2 separate regions of the Sus scrofa genome follow, and region 1 is linked to region 2. The links are chromatin contacts, called in public HiChIP or PLAC-seq maps. All regions are on one chromosome and are shown on one strand. The core of a region is the stretch at or near the end of the contact, and the rest is flanking DNA. Distances in the headings are between cores, read along the strand shown.

Region 1 (6,396 bases), core at 2,390-4,889, 140 kb before region 2:
CCAGATCAGAGCCACGTCTGTGACCTACACTGCAGCTCATGGCAATGCTGGATCCTTAACCCACTGAGCCAGGCCAGGGATCGAACCCACAACCTCATGGTTCCTGGCTGGATTCGTTTCTGCTGCGCCACAACAGGAAGTCCCAAAATTCTTTTTTTTTTTTTTTCTCCTTTTTAGGGCCACACGTGGCATATGGAGGTTCCCATGCTAGAGGCTGAATCCGAGCTACAGGTGCTGACCTACCCCACAGCCACAGCAACTAGGGATCCAAGCCAAGTCGGCAACCTACACCACAGCTCACAGCAACGCCGGATCCTTAATGCACTGAGTTAAGGCCAGGGACTGAACTGGCATCCTCATGGATCCTAGTCAGGTTCATTAACTGCTGAGCCACGAAGGGAACTCCCAGAATTCTTAATATTAAGGGACCCATCCAACCTAACATTAAAAAGATCTGAACTGCTATTCTTTAGGTCTTCACTCTCATGTTTATAATGTTACAAGTTAGACCAAACTCAGTTTACCCGTAAATGATGACAGAAACTACAAATTAATGTATCAAAAGTTAAGGTATGCCCATATTGATTTTTAAAAAATCAACAAAGGGTAAATAAAAGCTAAATGTAAAAACCGTTTCAATCATAAATTTTAAAATATTTTCCAAACTCCATGAAGAAACTAACACCACCAATCATTTTTATACAAAATACTTTAGTAAATGTAAAAAAACCCCTAAGGATTGGAGGGTGGGGGTGGACAAGAGACAGGGTTGAGACAACTGATGACCTCTTAAGTCCTCTATCAGGAAAAATAATTGTCCAGAAAAATCAGGTTAAATTTCCCCAGGCACTTAGTGATCCAGTCAGACAGGATATTTAAAAGCTTTCTTATAGAAACTTTCAACTACTTACGCATTTACGGTCAATGCATTTTATCAAAATGGGAAGGCAGTTGGTATAGACCTAGAGGTTTTAAGTATTTAACTCCAAATAATCTTGTCTGTCAAAACTCTGAAAGTAAAATGCTATTCCTCTTGATATTGTAGACAGGTAAAAGTCTGGATCACTAGCAACCAATACAAATACAAATCAGTCATTCTGCATCAATTTTTTTAAATCAAGGTATCTGAGCTACTGTACTTTTGAGGCAAAAATTTGCCTTTTTTTTCCCGTAAAGGGTTCCATTTTTAAAAGTACTAGATAAAAAATTTAAGATTGAACATATCATGTCACATTCTTAAGATGACTAATAATTTTAATAAGCACTAAAGAGTTTCAGCTTGCCTGCCTGACCATTAAAATAGTTTTTTTTTTTTTCTTTCTAAAATCAGGCTAGTTATCAGAAGGCTAAGTTGCAAATGTAAGCAATCTTGTGAGAAACGAACATTTGGTAATAAAGCCAAAGCAAGTACACATCACTTGTGGAAGCTAATACTCTTCTATTAGATCTCAAAAAAATAAATAAATAAATAAATAAAACTAGGCATTTATAGAGGAGCCAAAAAGAGCCCCCCTTTTAATACTACATCCAAAGAAACCTCTCCCCTTCCAGCTCCCTATCCCTCACACAAAGATTACAAGTAAATCACCAAATCTGCACTTCTCTCTACAAATAAACGTAGACTCAGTGTGAAAACTCCTGGCAAACAAACTACACACACAACAATGAACTAAAATGTTCTTTTGGAAACAGTTCTCAACTTCATCACAACATTTGGAAACAAGCCTAATAAAATGCTGAGCATATGTTAACAAGCTAGCTATCCTAGAAAGTTTACAGGACAGTCAAAACTGTAGCATCTGGAATATGTCAGATAATCACCCTAAGAGCTCAAGAGAATAAACAGAAGTGAAACTTCAAGCACCCACATATATAAACACAACAACAAAAGGTTGAATACTGGACAATATGAGAAAATACCACCAAAAGAATCTGAAACAGAATCAAAGCCACAAAATTCTGGAAATAAGCCTGTTTGTTATGGCCAAAAGTGGTCATAATGGAATATGCAGTCTTCCTTTCTCTAGCTCTTCGAGAATAATAAATACTACATGTGCAAACGCACAAAGAAAATTTTAACAAATTCTTAAAATTCATTATAGAGCACTATGAAGTAAATAAAGCTATATACACTTAACACATGCTTTAAATTACTGGGCTTGTACAGTTTAGACAGATGAATTATTCAACGCTTCTGAAATAGACTTTAGTCCCTTGTCTAAGCAATTCTGAAGGATACATTGAACTATAACAACGACTACGTGTTTTCACTCACATTGTTTCTCCAGTCTTGGCTACATGACAAAGAAACTGATCCAGGACCGGACAAACTTCCTTTTTCCCCCTCTTCTCAAAATCTAGATAAGGAAAGAAAGAAAAGTTATTAGTATTTCTCAAAGTGCACCAACCAGTTCCAATGTCCTCTAAAAACAAACTTTCCTCCCAGTCCTTCCTCATATTAAGCATCAATTTAAAAATTTTTAAAAATCAGCCTCTCAACCAAATATCCACCTCTTGACTCTCCTAGTTCGACTTCAAATGTACCTCTTCACAGGTAACAAGACTCGTCCTAAAGGGGGCACTAAATTTCTCCACAAACCATCCTTAATGCAATGCTTCTCAAAGTGTGGTCCAAGGGAACACCAAGACCAGATCCATCTGAGATTGATTAAATACAAACCCCAGATCCCGATGCCCACAAATTGTTTTTAAGGTACGTTCATAAATCTACATTTTAAGAAACACCAACTACCTCTTGTAGCTATCTCCCAAAAACGCCTATTTCTCAAAACGCTGAAATCACGCTATCCTAAGTTTGAGAACCACTGTTCCCAAGCCTGTTGCATGGAAGGCCAGCCTGCCAATTCAGAGCGGGGAAGGCAACCACCTTAAAATTAGGGCGCGTTAAGAAATGACTTCAGAGGCCCCGAAAAAGGCTTTCCGAGAGACACTTGAAAGTTGCTTTGCCGCCCCTCTACCCACCCCCCGAAACCTTTTACTTTCTCTCTCCCCACGAAGTCCGGCGTGCGGGGGCCTGATGGAGAACGAAGCTCGCCTGGGAGGGGGCTGAGGGCCCACGACCCGGGCTCGGGGAGTACGAGAGGGGCCGGGGCCCCAGCGAAGGCTTCCCGGCTCCCCTCCCCCAGCCCAGACGCCGGCGGCCGACACAAAGCCCAGAGCGGGGCGGGAGGGAGCTGCCCACGGGGCTCCCCGCCCCTGGGGAGGTGGGAGGGGGAGGGGAGCTGGTGAAGGGCGCCCTCCTCCCAGCCCGGCCCAGGCCCGCGGAGCCCCCCGCCGCAAAAGGAGAAAGGAGAGGGCCTCGAAGACTGAGAGGAAGGGAGAGGGGGCAGCAACCCCCACCTTTCAGCGCCTCCTGCAACCTCTCGACGTCCATGGCTTCCCGGAGTCCCTCGCAGCCTCCGCCTCCTTCCGCGGGTCTCCCGGGGACCGGAAGGCCTCCCCCCACCCCCCCGACGCCCTCCCCCTCCCTCGCACACACTCCGGCACGCAGGCGACCGGGGGGGGCACCGAAGGGAGCCGGGGGAAGCGAGCAAGAGAGCGAGACCGAGAGAGCGAGCACCTCCCCGAGCCGCTACCACCAGCCCTCCAACATGGCGCCCGGCACGTCACCGCGCGCACGCTCCCAGCTGCCGTCCTCGCGCCCGCGGCGCGCCCGGACCCGGAGCCCGAGAGCGCGTGCGCGGCGGAGGCGTGCAGACCCAGCCAGCCCTCAGACCTGGTCCGCGGCGGCCTCTCTGCTTCTTCCCTAACCCGGCGCTTGAGGTGCGGGAGCTGAGCTGGAGGTGGAGAGGGTGGGGGCAGACCTCCAGGATATGATCCCCTGTCATTTGCTATTTGTGTGACCTTGAGCAGTTTACTGAGCCTGAATCCCACTTCCCCATCTGTACACTGAGGGCGCTAGTATGGACCACCGTATACAGTATAGCGGTCAGAGTACGCACAAAAAAACAGTCATTGCTAATAATCGTGACAAAAATACCTCCCTGCTTGAATCCAGAACTCCTCACTGATCCACCCTTGAAGAGAAGCAGTGCACACAGCAAAGGGATTAGAAGCTTAGGCAACGGAATCCCTGGATTTAAAACCCAACTGCTATTTACTATTTACCATTTACTGTGTGACCTAGTTAGTTAAACTCAAGTAGCCTCAGTTTTCTTATCCACAAAATGGGAGTTAACAAAACAGTCCTGTGGATTGAGTGAAATGACACTGGAGCATGGAGCGCGATGCCTAGAATTCATAATGCGGCTCTGCTAATGCGGCTGTTATTATTATCATTATAATTTTGATTACATTATGTAAGTGCCCAGGAAGTCAGAGAGGGCGGAGACCTCAGAAGTCCTCTCCTGCCCTGACATTTTACAAATGGGAGAGTTGAGGCACAGAGAGCTAGCTAGTCTGGCAAAATAGCAGCAGAGCCTAGAACATCTGGCAACCAGCTAGTGTGTGGCCATGTTTATTATCTTCTCTTGTCTGTGAGCTTTTTAAGGAAAAGATACTGAATTGTTCCACCTTCTCTTCTCAAAGCCTAGTAAAAAGCCAAGAAACGAAGGGAGGGCAGAAGGCTATTATCTAGACTGGTGTTGAAACTGCGAATTTGGATACAGGCACTGTAACTATTAACCCTCTGAAAAGATAGTGGCTCTGACCCTGACCCCAGGTGGCAGAGGTAGGCAAAAGCCCTCCTTCAAAAAAAAAAAAAAAAAAAAAAATACTTTTCTGGAGCTCCCGTCATGGCTCAGTGGTTATCGAATTCGTCTAGGAACCACGGAGTTGCGAGTTCAATCCCTGACCTTGCTCAGTGGGTTAAGGATCCAGCGTTGCTGTGAGCTGTGGTGTGGGTTGTAGACTTGGCTCAGATCCCGCATTGCTGTGGCGCTGGCATAGGCTGGTGGCTACAGCTCCAATTCGACCCCTAGCCTGGGAACCTCCATATGCCATGGGAGTGGCCCAAGAAATGGCAAAAAGACAAAAAAAAAAAAAAACCCAAAAAACTTTTCTCTGAGTTCCCACCATGCATGGCTCAGCAGAGACAAATCTGACTAGTATCCGTGAGGACACAGGTTCAAGCCCTGGCCTGGCTCAGTGTGTTAACGATTCGGCATTGCTGTGGCTGTGGTGTAGGCCAGTGGCTACAGCTCCAATTTGGCCCCTAGCCTGGGAACCTCCATATGCTGTGTGTGTGGCCCTAAACAAAAAAAAGAAAGAAAGAAAAAAAAACTTTTCTCAATTTGGCCGTAAGAGAACCAGTCTTGGAATATCTTTAGACCATTTCATTGTTCCAAGCATCCTGCTCAAATTATAAATAGTCTTATGGGGGGTGCACCATTACACTTGGCCAGCACTTCAGAGGCACTAGATTTAGTTTATTGCGGTTTCTTCCAGTCTGAAGGAGCCATTGCTCTATGTAGCAAAGCTTAGCCTCCACTCTCTCTGCCCCTGTACTCTCTTGAGGCAGGTGTCTTCCCATAAGACATCTGTGGAACAATACAGTTGCCACTAGCCATGTGTGGGTGTTTAAATTTAAACAAATTAAAATTAAATAAAATTTAAAATTCAGTTCATGAGTTCTTCAATGATATTCATTTCCTCAGTCAAACTAGCCACATTTCATGTGCAATATAGCTGCAAGTGGCTAGTGGCTTTTGTGCTGTACAACACTGAGAAAAAATGCCACGATCGCCAAAAAATTCTTCTGGAACTTTCTGTTAAAGAACGTCCATGCTAATTTCTTCCACCTTGTTTCGTTCCTTTTTATCAGCTGTCCCCCTCACTTAGAGATGCCTCGACTTCCAAAAACTGGATAAGGTCCATTAAAGGAGACAAAGTGCACAAAGCAGTGACAGCCTAAGGGAATCGGGAAAGTTTCCCCAGAGGAAGTAGTGGTGTTTAAGCTAAGAGCTGAATTCTAAGAGGAAGGTTGATAAGTGAAGTGGAGAGGAGAAACTTTTAAAGAGAAAAACTATAGGTACATGGACCTTGAAATGAGACAGAAGTGCCAGGTGGGTTCAGTCTGGCAAAGGCAGAAAAGACAAGGGATAAGGCTGAAGAAATATTTCCTTTGGTTCATTTCTTCCTTGGAATTCTTCTCCATCTAGCATATATCCCAATGTCTGTGATTACTAGAGCCTCTCACTGGTACAAATTCTCTTAGAACAAAACAAAATAAAATGTGACATCTGGAGTTCCCATCGTGGCGCAATGGTTGACGAATCCGACTGGGAACCATGAGGTTGCGGGTTCGATCCCTGCCCATGCTCAGTGGGTTAAGGATCCAGCTCTGCTGTGAGCTGTGGTGTAGGTCGCAGACGCAACTCAGATCCCACGTTGCTATGGCTCTGGCGTAGGCCGGCGGCAACAGCTCCGATTAGAACC
Region 2 (5,827 bases), core at 1,887-4,386:
GAGTTAAAACAGCTTATCCAGGAAAGCTCTTTCCAACATAGGCCAAAACTTTGACAACATTCTTGCCTGTATGTCTGCCACCTTCTGGAAGCAAGGGGCACTGCATCATGAAAAGATGTCTGACAGTAGAACTTCATAATATGGTTGAAATTGGAATTGTTTATAGACAACATTTTTTAAAGTTAGCATTCAATTTTGAGCCTTGTGGATCACAATCAAGTTTGTTAGACCAAAAAAGTGGCTAGTTTAATATTATTGGAGATGGCAGGTTATAAACTTATACTCAATACAGTGGCCACAGAAAAAAAACTATTTTCATTAAATAATTAATTTTTAAGACAACCTGGAAATAATCCTTAAGAAAATGGGATGAATGCTCAAAAATGATGAAAATTTTTATTCTTGTTTGTCTTCCCTCTAAACAGAGTTAACATGAAATGTTGGAATAATGTCTTTATTTTCAAGCAATGTCTACATCTAGAAGAGGAACATGACTAGATCTCCGAGTCAATGCTGATATGCCTAAGAAAGTACCCAAGAGAAATAATAAAATAATGTTGCAGATTAACATCTATAGGCTGAGAATGTACTCATGCATATATAAAGTAAGAGGGGTACCCACAAATTATATAGATATATAAAAAGTTCTGCAAGAGTGGCTAGTGGGATTAACTTTGGGGAAGTAGGAGAAAGGAGTTGGACAGCAGTCAAGGGAACTTTATAATATTTTATTTTTTAAAAAAGAGAATGAACTTTTGACTTGTGTAATTTACCACCAATTAGAAATCAAAAATAAAGTGAACTATAGCTTGCAAATAAAATAACAATAAATCTATGTTATATAGTTGCATCTATCAGTATTTTGTGATACAGCAAATGCAATACCTATTTCCTATAAATAAATAAATAGCAGTAGCAGCATTGTACTATACAGTCTGTTTATCTGTGCTCCAAGCCTGTGTGTGTGTGTTTGTGTTGCCAAGCAAAGAGTGAAATAACCAGGAAGTGCATAGCTCTACTTTGCAACGTGCTTTCAAATAGTGTTTCTTCATGCATAGCTTCAGTCTCAATTCTTTGGCATTAATAATTTAAAAATATTAATGCTAGTGAATCTGCAGGAATGAGGTCCCATGGTAGATAAAAAGATTCATTTTAGAGACACTAATTTGGAACAATCCAGCCAAAGGCCTTCTCAAGGGACTTTTTGAAGGCTTTACTAATTCCAAATTTGTATCAATTCATTTTTAATATTGAGTGCCTATTATTTGTAAGGCTCAGTATGGTCTAAAGCAAGGAGGCTTGTGCTCACAATGTGAAACAAGGGGCATAGCTAGTAATATTAGAGGGAGACAGATCTGTAGTATTTTAGATCAGACTCATCTGGATTTTAAATCCCATTGCACCATTCACTAGCCTTGAAATCCTGGGCAAACCATGAGATACATAATGCCCAGTTCATTGAGCTGTCTGATAGTGAGATCATTGTAAAGGATATGGTGTGGTGCTGTGACATAGTGACTATTCATCAATTCAGTTAATCTGTCTACTCCCAAGGAATGGATGAATATGTAAAGAGCACTCTTTAAATTGTTTTACACACAACCTTTTATTTTGCCTTTCTCAAAACACCAGGTTTAAACAGAGGGATTTTTTTCATTTTGAATTTTAAAATTTTATTTACTCTTCTTAATATGCTTGTCTGATGCCTAATTTTCAAGACTCATACACTGGAGGTTGACAAGGCTTTTGAGGTTACCTGGTCCACTGTCCCCGGAGATGACTTTGATGCATCTTCCACTAATATTTAAGATAAGGAAATCAAAACATTTCCTGGACTATTCTAGTTACTGGTAGAACAACAGGAAATAAAATGAGAGAGAAGGAAGGCCAAGGGAATATGCTGGGGAAGAGGGAGGGTATGAGAGAGGCATTGGGAAAGTATGAACAGCATAGACTAAGAAGGGGAAATACAAAGAAGAGAAGATTGGCGTTCCCTTAGTGGCGCAGTGGTTAAACGAATCCTACGAGGAACTCTGAGGTTGCGGGTTCGATCCCTGGCCTCGCTCAGTCGGTTAAGGATCTGGCGTTGCGGTGAGCTGTGGTGTAGGTCGCAGACGCGGCTCCGATCCCGCGGTGCTGTGGCTGTGGCGAAGGCCAGCGGCTACAGCTCCGATTACACCCCTAGCCTGGGAACCTCCATATGCCGCGGGAAGCGGCCCTAGAAAAGGCAAAACAAAAAACAAAAAACAAAAGACAGAAAAAGGAAGAGAAGGTAAAAAGAAAAGGGCCTCGAATAAGTGTAAGGTTAAATGTGAGGAAAGGAAGGAAAGTACCGAGGCATTGCAATTCGTCAGTGCAGGCACTAACAGGGTTTGAGTCAGACGTTCTGGATTTTGGTAATTGTAAAATGCATGACTGTAAGACATTGCTTAACCTCTTTGAGTCGTGTTCTTTGGCGTTCGTGCTCTAATTAAACGAGCTGAGTGGGATGGACGTTCTCTAAACAAGAAAACTATTTCAATAAGGAATTAGAGGAGAGAAAGTGGCAGGAAAAAAACAAAACAAAACAGGAGAGATGCGGGGGAGGAGAGGGAGGAGAGAGAAATCGTCAGAGAAAGATGGAGAGTGAGAGAGAAAGAGAAACTGTTGACAAAGCAGGTGAGAACTAGGGAAAAACCACAGTAACGACGCTTCTGTGGCTACTGAGTAACTGCTCCAATACACCATGCACTGACAACTTGCCAAGTACGTCGTTAGAGGTTTACATGAATAATTTCATGTTACCCTCACATCATCTCTATGAGGCTAAATTCTACCTTCATTTTATAGAAAAGATAGATATCTGAAACAGAGAAGTTTTGTAACTTTCCCAAGGTTGTTACAGCTTAGGGTGGGCGAGAAGGGATACAAACGAGTTACTCACTGCCTGCAATGCCAATGTTGTTAAAATTATCTCTAAGAACCTTCACAGAGGCTTGTTGCATCTAAGACGAACTCTTGCCGGGGTTCCTCTAAGCTATGCCCTGGGTTCAATTTCTAAGCCCCATTCACCGTTTCCCTACTCTGCCTCCCCACTAACAGCGTCCCGTCTCTATGGAGATCGGCGTGAGGCGGGACTTCCTCTCCCACGCACGAGCACTTCCGCCTTGAGCCGGAAGCGCCTTGCCTCACCGAGCGGGTAACGGCGCGTGGGGACTTTTTGGAGACTTGGAGTGGCGGGATCGCGGCTGCTGCGACAGTGACCGACCTGGGCAACCGAGTCCGGCGCAGTGATGCTGACCCCGGCGTTCGACCTCAGCCAGGACCCCGACTTCCTGACTATCGCCATCCGCGTGCCCTACGCCCGGGTCTCGGAGTTTGACGTCTACTTCGAGGGGCTCGACTTCAAGTTCTACGCGAAGCCGTACTTTCTCAGGCGAGTTCCGGGTGTCTGGCGCTGGGGAAAGCATGTTTCAGGAATTCATTCATTTATTCACTCGTTAGATAACTGCTTATCGAGGGAGGCTAAAAGAACAAGGGGAGCACTTCTCGGCATTATAACTGCCTTTTACCGGGGTCTCCGCAGCAGGTGCTGAGAAAACGAACTCTGCGCTCTGAATGCTGCAGAAGCTCATTTTCTTCTTAAATCTTCTTACATTCCCGCGTAGAAGAGATTTCGGAGCCACTTTATAACATGAGGTTTGGGACCATATCAACTTTACAGTTTCTGTCCTGTCTCCCTAGTGCTTGTCCCTTTTGCTGTTTTATTTTCTCTCTGCGTTAGTCCTACTTGCCCTGGGACGGCGCGCACTGACTTCCCAGCTGACCTGTCCTTGTCGGTTTTCTCGGCCCTTCTTGGCTGGCCGCTCCCTACTCCCTGAAATTTTCGCCTTCTTTGGACCCCCGACCTAAATAGCCTCATGCTCCACCTCCTCGTTGTCTGCTCCTTCTCGTTTTGATTTTGCCCCTTCATTGTGCTTGTTGGCCCCCAACCTCAGTAGGGGCCTTCATCAATTAATTCTCTGTTTGCATTTTTCCCCTTGCAGAATAGTAACAGCAGTGATAACAGCTAACACTTATTACTCCCCTTCTGTGTGGTGGGCAAGCAGTGCCTTTAAGTGCTTATGTACATTATCTCATTTTTCCTGGACTCTCATCTTTGGAAATAGGTATTATCACATTAGACCCATTTTACAGAGGACACTGCCAGGTTATTCTTCCTCAACATTGTCAATATCTTGCTCTCTCATTTCCCTCAAATCTCGTCTTTCTTATCAAGTGTAGTTCCAGCGTACTTGCCTGCCCAAGTAGTTTTTCCCCATACAAACATTCCTCTTGAGTCAAGCTGGTTCCTTCACTGGGCCTGAAGCAGTTTTGCTCGGATATCCATTAGGCCTTAACTTAATCCATCTCCTTGAGCATATTGCACTTCGCTGTTTCTTCAAGGAATGAATGCTATTCATTCCTTGCCTGATTTATTGAGCTCTTGGTTTATTCCAGGCTGTTTTCAGTATTGGGAATATAGTGATGTCTTATGTATTTTACATTCTAATGGGAAGTGAAAAACAATAAGTGAACAAGTTAACATATAACTATAAATGTTGTGATTTCTCTGAAGGAAAATAAAAAGCACTGATAAAGAATAAAATGGAGCCTAAATTTATATGAAGTGGCTACGGAAAGCCCTTCTGAAGATTTGCTGTTTTAGTCAAAACATGAAGAATGGGAGAATGATGATGATGTTGTTAGCAAACATTTATTTTATTTTATTATTTTATTTATTTTATTTTATTTTATATTTTGTCTTTTTGCCATTTCTTGGGCTGCTCCTGCGGCATATGGAGGTTCCCAGGCTAGGGGTCCAATCCGAGCTGTAGCCACTGGCCTACACCACAACCACAGCAACTCGAGATCCGAGCCGTGTCTGCAATGCAATCTACGCCACAGCTCACGGCAATGCCAGATCCTTAATCCACTGAGCGAGGCCAGGGATCGAACCTGAAACCTCATGGTTCCTAGTGGATTCGTTAACCACTGAGCCACGACAGGAACTCCAACATTTATTGAATTTTAGCTGCAAATTAGGTCTTTATGTGAACTGTGTCACTTGATTTTAAGATAAGCCTACAAAGTATGTTCTGTTACTTGCCCATATTACAAATGCTTAATCAGAGGCTCAGAAAAAAGATCTTAAATGGGGTAAGATTGTAAAATAAATACAATAAAATAAAAATTTCAGAATAAAAGCCACTTGCTTAACTTGGGAATTTTGATGAAGACAAAATAGTAGGCTCTATGTAAAGCAGTTTTAAGAGTATTTCTTTTTTTTCCTTTTCTCTTTTTATGGCCTCACCTGAGGCATATGGAAGTTCCCCGGACAAGGGATAAATCGGAGTTGCAGCTGCAGGCCTACCCTATAGCCACAGCAACATCAGATATGAGTTGCATGTGTGACCTACACTGCAGCTTGCAGCAACGCAGGATTCTTAACCCACTGTGTGAGGCTGGGGATCAGACCTGCATCCTTATGGACACTATGTCGGGTTCTTAACCCGCTGAGCCACACTCCTAAAGAGTATTCTTTGTGCAGACTGATTCATTCCTTGGGTAACAGAGGCTTGGGAGTTGGGCACGTATAGGTCTCAGTACACTTAAAGTTATGTGACTTTTGAGAAGTTATTCAGTTTCAGTTTCCTGATCTGTAAAATGGGGCTAGTATTAGTGATCTTAAAAAGTTGATATGAGGATTGAGATAATGCATGCATAATCCTTATTACTGAGCCTAGTAATTAAGTATGTATTTAATAAATGGTAAGTATTATTATTTATTAAGAGGGCCTACTGTTGC

Evidence for each region. HiChIP or PLAC-seq counts read pairs in DNA pulled down with a chosen protein or histone mark.
Region 1: an H3K27ac HiChIP or PLAC-seq map of alveolar macrophages shows a contact between it and region 2. The contact joins the promoter of PPP4R2 here to the promoter of SHQ1 in region 2. A contact is called at or near these places in 3 of 47 Hi-C or Micro-C datasets (embryonic fibroblasts, fetal heart ventricle and heart right ventricle) and 1 of 2 datasets of contacts at active chromatin or transcription factors (alveolar macrophages).

Annotation. Positions count from the first base shown.
Region 1 is chr13:54,322,221-54,328,616 of Sscrofa11.1, reverse strand. PPP4R2 (serine/threonine-protein phosphatase 4 regulatory subunit 2) reads right to left here and starts at 3,639. Exons shown (of 9, transcript XM_021069219.1): 1 at 3,361-3,639; 2 at 2,276-2,357. The coding sequence starts at 3,394.
Region 2 is chr13:54,178,068-54,183,894 of Sscrofa11.1, reverse strand. SHQ1 (protein SHQ1 homolog) reads left to right here and starts at 3,136. Exons shown (of 11, transcript XM_003132324.6): 1 at 3,136-3,415. The coding sequence starts at 3,273.